2 separate regions of the Mus musculus genome follow, and region 2 is linked to region 1. The links are chromatin contacts, called in public Micro-C maps. All regions are on one chromosome and are shown on one strand. The core of a region is the stretch at or near the end of the contact, and the rest is flanking DNA. Distances in the headings are between cores, read along the strand shown.

Region 1 (3,337 bases), core at 335-2,834:
TGGGAATAACCTCTGTAGCTGCTTTCACTCACTGCTGAGGCTCAGCTGTCAGTGGGCAATGAGTCATTTTGTTTAAGGGTCCCAACATGTGACTGCAGGGATGCTTCCTTTCTGATCATCTCTTATGCCCTAGGCTATGCCTAGTATACAACAGGGGCTTAATAAATAAATTAATATCAGAAGAAAGGAGGTAAAGGCAGAGGGAAGGACACAAACAGAAGAGTAATAAGGAAAGCAATGGTAAACGGCAGGTGCAGGGAGGCTAGAGGAGGGGCCAGAGAAGATGGCAAGGAGACTCTCAAGGGCCAGGAAGGTGAACCAGTCTGGTCATAAGGGTTGACCCCACGAGCTTCCCTGCCCCTCCCTAGCCCTCCTACTTTGACCTAGTTTCCATTTCGAGGGCCTAACCTTTCCTCTCAAGGCAAGCTCTACAAAACAGTTCCCGTCACCCTCCCTCAGCTACATGGAGCCCCTAGCTATGTGCTTTGGAGGACAGAGGGGAAGAAAGCCATGTGAATGGGGACCTGCCTTCCAGGTCTCAGAGCCTTCCACTCTGTGACCTGTGTTCCCGGCCCTGCTATGAGGAGTCAGAAGTGAGTGTATCCACTGCTCTGAGGATGTCAGTCCCTGCAGGCATTTTATGCCTTGCATGTGTGTGGTTAGCCTTGATGTGTCACTAAGACCTGTGGCCACATCGTGTCACGTCAGAGAGGGTTGACAGACTGCACGTACTAGCTTAGACCGTGCTTTGCAGCACCCAAGTGCCAGGCTACGTATGTCGGTGTATGCCCGCATGTGTGTAGCAACACGAGGGTGTTGTTAGAGCTGGTGCGTGTTCGAGTGGGACCTGTGTATGCTAACAGGACTGACAGCAAGAATGTGTTGACAGACTGGTGTGTGCGTGAGAGACCGTATGTGACGTCGTCGTGTCACAAATGCGAAGTGTGGCAACGACTGTCAGTGTGTGCCTGCAGAAGGGTGCTCATGTGTTTATGAGCTTGTGTGTTGTGTGTCAGCCTGCCCCAGAGCGTCCTGAAGTCTATCGACCAGGGCTGGGTGTGTGAGCTCGTCTCGGCCAGGAGCCGTGAACCCAATGGGGTGGCCCACCCTGGGTGCCTCGGTACACATGGTTCTGGCCAGAGAACCACACAAGAGACTTGGGAGGACAACAGAGTGCCAGATCCCGGGTGACGCTGACTGGAACCTCCGCCCGTGCCCTCGCCCAGGTCGTCCCCACGCGCGCGTGGGACAGGGCGGCCACCCGCACTCACCGTGTCCCTTTGTCGCCCATGGTCCGCGGCGGCCGCAGGGAGGTCCGCGGCGTCAGCGTCCAGGCTGGAAAATCCCCGGCCGCCAGGAGAAGCGCGGGCCAGCCCGCTCCCGGCTACCCCGCTCCGCCTCCTCCGCTGTCGCCGCCGCCGCCCCCGCCCGGGTCCCCGCCCGTCGCTCGAGCAGCACAGCGCCCAGGCCGCCGCCAGGGGCGTGGAGCGTGCGGGTGTGAGCGCGCGTGTATGCCTCCGTGCGCGGCTCTGCGTGTGCGCGCCCAGAGAGTGAGGGCTGCGTGGCCGGCCGCGGCTGGTCCACGGGAGCGCGTGCACGCAAGCGCGTGCCAGTGCTGGTGCGTGTGCACGGCTGTGCGCGCGAGCCTGTCGGGAGGTGGGGTGTGGAGAGAGAGAGAGAGAGAGAGAGAGAGAGAGAGAGAGTGTGTGTGTGTGTGTGTGTGTGTGTGTGTGTGTGTAGAGGTAGCACGTCTTTGTGCAGTTGTGTATGTGTGCTCACAGTCGTGGGTGCGAGCGCTCTCTCCCGCGCACGCCAGGACTGGCCTTTGTGTCTGCGGATAGAAGCAAGCGGAAAATCCGCAGACTTCAAGGCCCAGCCTCAGAGGCGCCCCTGTGTGAGGACAGCGAAAGATTCCAAAAGCCTAGCCAGGCCTTCGCCCTTTGCTCCACCCTCCCCACCCCCGCCCTTCTGGAGAGATACCACCCAACGACACAACAGGGACAGGAAGAAGGGGTGGGGGCGGGCAGCGGACTGCAATGCTGGAGAGCAGATGAGAGTGGAAAGGGGAGGGGCAGGCAGAAAGAGGAAGCAGTGAGAACAGGAGATAAAGAAGGGACCGAGAGCCAACTAGCTGGTGGCCTGTAGCATCTAGCATCATTGATATAGCACCCAGGCCTAGCTTAGGTGCCTGTAATGACTCTGGACACCACTCAGCCCATTTCAGGTCTATTGGCTGGGTCCTAAGACCAGCAGATGTCCTGTTCAATTGTTGAAGGAATCTGCTTGTTCTTGCGGGCAGACACCTGCACACAGCGGTGTCCAGCAGAGTCTACTGTCTGCAGCTTTCTTGGTATCCTTGGAAACCTTGACTTTCCTTACGTTTCCTACCCCTGGAGAAGTAGCCGGTGTGCAGTGGGAGGGTAGAGTTCAGAGGCTAAGAAGGGGTAGGAAAGGGTTTGAATCCATTTTCTCCTAGAAGGGATCTTGAGGCAGTGGGAGGAATGTAAGGTCCTCAGCCCCTCACTGCTGGAGTTTGACTAATTGGCACTGATAGGTCCCTAATATCGGAGTATTAACGATAGGAAAGGAAGCTATCATTTACTCTGATGCAATTGCGGGGTCTGGAAACATCTCCTGTAATTATGTTCAGAAGCAGTTACCTATGCTGTTTACATAGAGTGTGCTGTTTATAGAATTGGTAATAATATCCCAGGATAATGACTATAATTATGTCCAGATTGGGGAGGGGTGGGTAGAGGCTAATGGACAGGCAGGGTGGTCCACATCTGGGCAATGGTAAGAGCTAAGAGGAAGTGGATTAAGGTCTGTAACTTCACCTGCCCTTTCTTAGCCTCTGGGATCTTCCCTTCCTCCAACCAGGGCAGAGCAGGAAGCCACCTGACCCTTCTGCAGGCCGTTGTGGGGGGCTCTTGAAAGGAGCAGAGTAGGGTTCTCTATTGATAGCAGGAAGCAAACTTTGTGAGCTCAAAATCAAGAGGCCTGGTCTTGTACTCTCCACGGGGGCTTCGTCCAAGCCCGATGAACTCAGGACAGTGCCCAGTGCCGATGCTCAAAGCACATTCGCCATCCTACTTAGTAAGTATCTGCGGTCATGTCACTAAAACAAACAATGTTGTCGATCACTTCTCAGCAAACCAACAGTCCAGAAAGATGCCCCAGATGGCTCCAGGTCGCCCCCACCCCCACGTAGTTCTTTCTAGACCAGCTTTGGAAAGCATGGCTCTAACACTGAGGGACACTGAACAGACTGGTAGCTGGCGGGTGTCAACACGTGGCTCAAGGTGTCAAGAGCATCCTTTCTAGCCTGTAAACCCAT
Region 2 (3,337 bases), core at 323-2,822, 59 kb before region 1:
GCTGGACTTACCCGCCCCGGGACACCACCAGTTTCACCTTGACTTTGTAGGAAACGATGATGCCCAGGATTTCACGGTTGGCACCTTCCCGCAACCTGCAGGAAGACGGGGAAGCTGGACCTTGGGGCTCCTTGGTGGGCGGAATGTGGTAGGCATTGGCATATGTTGGGAGGCACCACTGTCCATCCATCTCCTGAGCCTCCAGGTCCAACAGTTAGGAAAGGGAGCTGAGCCCAGTGCACTGGCACTTGTAGGCCTGGATTCTGTTTATGTCCCTCTTTGTGGTACTGGAGATTAAATCCACAGTCTCATGCCTGATGGGCAAGCGCTCTACCACTGAGCTATGACCCTAGTTCCTTGGGTTCCACATCTAGCGATAAGATGTCCTTGTTCTGTAGCCCTAGTGGACTCTCCTCCCTGCCTCACCAGTGCCACACAGTGCCGTGAGAACAGGCCCTAACCGCCCTCCCACCACTTACTTCTCTCACACTGCTTATGCTCGGTAACCCACAAGCAGAAAGAGCCACACTGAGAGCTGAGAAGCCAAGGGTAGCTGGGAGTCAGGGTAACATGGGAAGGATATGCTAAGTAGATACCTGGTGGTGGGGTGTTGAGGGCAGATCAGGTACAAGTCAGAGTAAAAGGAGGACAAAGAGCTTGTTGGTAAATGGGAGGCCTATGAGGGGTGATAATGTGATTGTCTAGCCTGAGCCAAGTCTGAGAGTGGGGAGCGTGGTCTCGGAATCAACAGACAAAGACCAAATCCCTTGCAGAGAGCCAGATATCATCAGAGGGAATGAAAGTCCCCCCACAACTGTCTGAACTCTTCTAGGGTGGGACAACCCTGAAGGCTCAGTGATGCCCATGGACCAAATGGCCTAATGGTGCCTCATGTGGAAGGACCCCCATATCTATACCCAGTTCCCCTCTTTTCCCCAGCCTCTCCAAGCCCCCATTTATCTCCTTCCAGTACTCTTCTAGAAGCGATTCTCTCCCCTCCAACCCTGACAGCATCAGGGACACACCCCAGTCTGTATTCAGGACTTTGGGCTAAGAGCTGCCAATTCTTAAAGAAAGCTTTTCTGGTTGTGTCCCCCAGAGGCAAATGATGGGACCCGGTAGTCTTTGGCTGGGTGGGTAGGAGTAGAAAGAGATCCTCCCTGGGTAGCCACACTCCAGGGGACTGGCCCTAGTCAAGACTTGGGCAAGAGCCTAAACCTCATCCTCATGGTGGTGGGCCAAGAGGGTGGGGCCCCGTCGTGGAGAGGGCACCGGGGGGCCTGGGACTCACAGCATCTGGGTCTTAGGGGCGGGCTCTCACTCATAGCATCTGGGTCTTAGGGGCGGGCTCTCACTCACAGCGTGCTGGAAGCCAGATTCGTGTCCTCATGCTTGAGCTTCCCGTCGAGGGCGAGTCCCCGCTTCTCTCGGTTGTTGGCCAGGAAGGGAGTCAGCGTATAGACCTTGCAGAATGTTGAGCTGGGTGCCACATTGTCACTGGGAAGTAGAGAGGCAGCATGAAGATGACTCTTATCACAGCCAGCCCTAACCCAGCCAAGACGCCTGGACTGGCCCTGTTCCACAACGCCCTCTGCCAGCAACCCTTATCTCCCAGATGCAGGCAACCACTTGGGCTGAGCCCAGCTCAAGCAGCAAGCCCACTGCCATGGGAAAGAGGAGAGGCCCACCACACACAAGCAGGACTAATCCTAAACTAGGCATGGTCACCATGCACACTTAAATAGCACACTTTTAAAAAAGATTATTTATTTTATGTATATGAGTACACTGTCCCTATCTTCAGACATACAAGAAAAGGGCATTGGATCCCATTCCATGGTCATGAGTCACCATGTGGTTGCTGGGAACTGAAATCAGGACCTCTGGAAGAGCAGTCGGTGTTCTTAACCACTGAGCCATCTCTCTAGCCCACACATTTATTTTTAGTTTTTATTTAATGATTAAGTTTTTAATTTGTGTGTGTGTGTGTGTGTGTGTGTGTGTGCCTCCATGACTGTCTGTGCACCACTCACATGCAAGTGCCCTCATTGGCCAGAAGAGCGCATCATATCCCCTAGAACTAGACTTACAAGCTGCTGTGAGCAGCCTGGTGTGGGTACTGGAAAATGAACCCTGGTCCTTTGGAGGAAGAACAGCACGTGCTCCTAACTGCTCAGCCATCTCTCCAGCCCACGTTTATGTTCAAAAGTGGGCATACAAACCATGAGTAAATGCCTGGAAGCCCCCACCTAGGTTCTACCATTGAAACTTTACTTGCTGCAATGTGTATCTATCAGTCATGCACAGGAACCTCTGTTGTTCCCTTTGGCTGGTGCTATTTTATCCCCCATCTCCCTTCTCAAAGATGAGGCAGATGCGTGCACCTGACACTGGGACAGTCCTGGAATAAGACCTAAATTTGCCTCTTGAAGGGAGCAGAGCCGGCCACATCTCAACCCCAAGCCCAACCCCACAGGAATGCTTACTGGAAGCCCAGGCAGCTACCCTTTCTCCAGACTGCAGATGCAAATATGTGACAGACTATGGCTATGACTATGTTCCACTTGGGGTTAAATGCTCTCCTGGCTCTGGGTCATTCAACGTACCCCCCAACACTCACCAGAAGTCTATGTCTCATGGCTGTAGGTTTTATTCTTAATCAACAGTGAATTTGAGAATATCCAATAATGCAAGAATATTTGGTTTAGTAATAACAGCTCCATCTCTAGAATATTAGAAACCATGTCAAAGTGGCAGGTGCAGTTGCTCACACCTATAACGTCAGCGCTTGGAAGGCTAAAGTAGAAGGATTGCCCTGATTCCAAGTAAGCTCAGGCTCTGAGTTTCAGGCCAGCCTGGTCTCAAAGTGAGACCTGGACTCAAAGACCGAAACAGAAGCCAGTGAGGCTACTCAGCACATAAAGGCACATGCCACATGAGTCCTACCCCAGGACATCTCTCTGCAGGTTGAGAAGAGATGCCTGGGCCTGGACTCAGAGCTCCCCTTTGTCCTGTCTAGTCCCACCTGTCCAAAGTCGGCTTCAGACACACTTACTCAGCCTCCTCCATGGCCACTGGGCACTTGTACTGAGCTGTGTTGAAGAGACAGATGTCTGCATACTGGCGCACTGGGGAAAGAGGGAGCAGGGGAGGTGGGTACATGAGTCAGGGGGTACCTCTCAAGATAGCCCTCAAGTTCCCTGTAGTAGGTGTGCTTGCTTAGATTGAGACAACGACCAGCATTTATCAGAGGCCACCACCCCAGACTCCACCCACACAGAAAACCCCATCAAAACCCAGTCCCTTCCATGACCAAATCTTTCCTCCCAGAACAGCT

What was found. Hi-C and Micro-C count contacts between places; a contact is called where the count stands out from the background.
Region 2: a contact with region 1 is called in a Micro-C map of the G1E-ER4 cell line. The contact joins the enhancer-like site here to the promoter of Arrb1 in region 1. A contact is called at or near these places in 17 of 39 promoter capture datasets (the 3T3-L1 cell line, 3T3-L1-derived adipocytes, the HPC-7 cell line and 10 more), 8 of 484 Hi-C or Micro-C datasets (CD8 T cells, the G1E-ER4 cell line, the HL-1 cell line and 4 more), 7 of 115 datasets of contacts at active chromatin or transcription factors (bone marrow-derived macrophages, cardiomyocytes, embryonic forebrain and 4 more) and 3 of 9 other capture datasets (adipose tissue, liver and pancreatic islet).

What each region holds. Positions count from the first base shown.
Region 1 is chr7:99,533,733-99,537,069 of GRCm38.p6, reverse strand. It overlaps Arrb1 (arrestin, beta 1), which reads right to left and starts at 1,584. Exons shown (of 16, transcript NM_177231.2): 1 at 1,272-1,584. The coding sequence starts at 1,291.
Region 2 is chr7:99,592,781-99,596,117 of GRCm38.p6, reverse strand. It overlaps Arrb1 (arrestin, beta 1), which reads right to left. Exons shown (of 16, transcript NM_177231.2): 10 at 3,056-3,128; 11 at 1,360-1,497; 12 at 12-95. Among named protein-coding and RNA genes, the nearest start is that of Tpbgl, 33 kb to the left of the region's middle. Within about 2 kb of position 1,572, at least 30 of the 459 cell types and tissues checked have an H3K27ac peak or open chromatin away from gene starts, as enhancers often do. A contact at or near this core is called in the G1E-ER4 cell line, the HL-1 cell line and fetal liver, where this site is marked.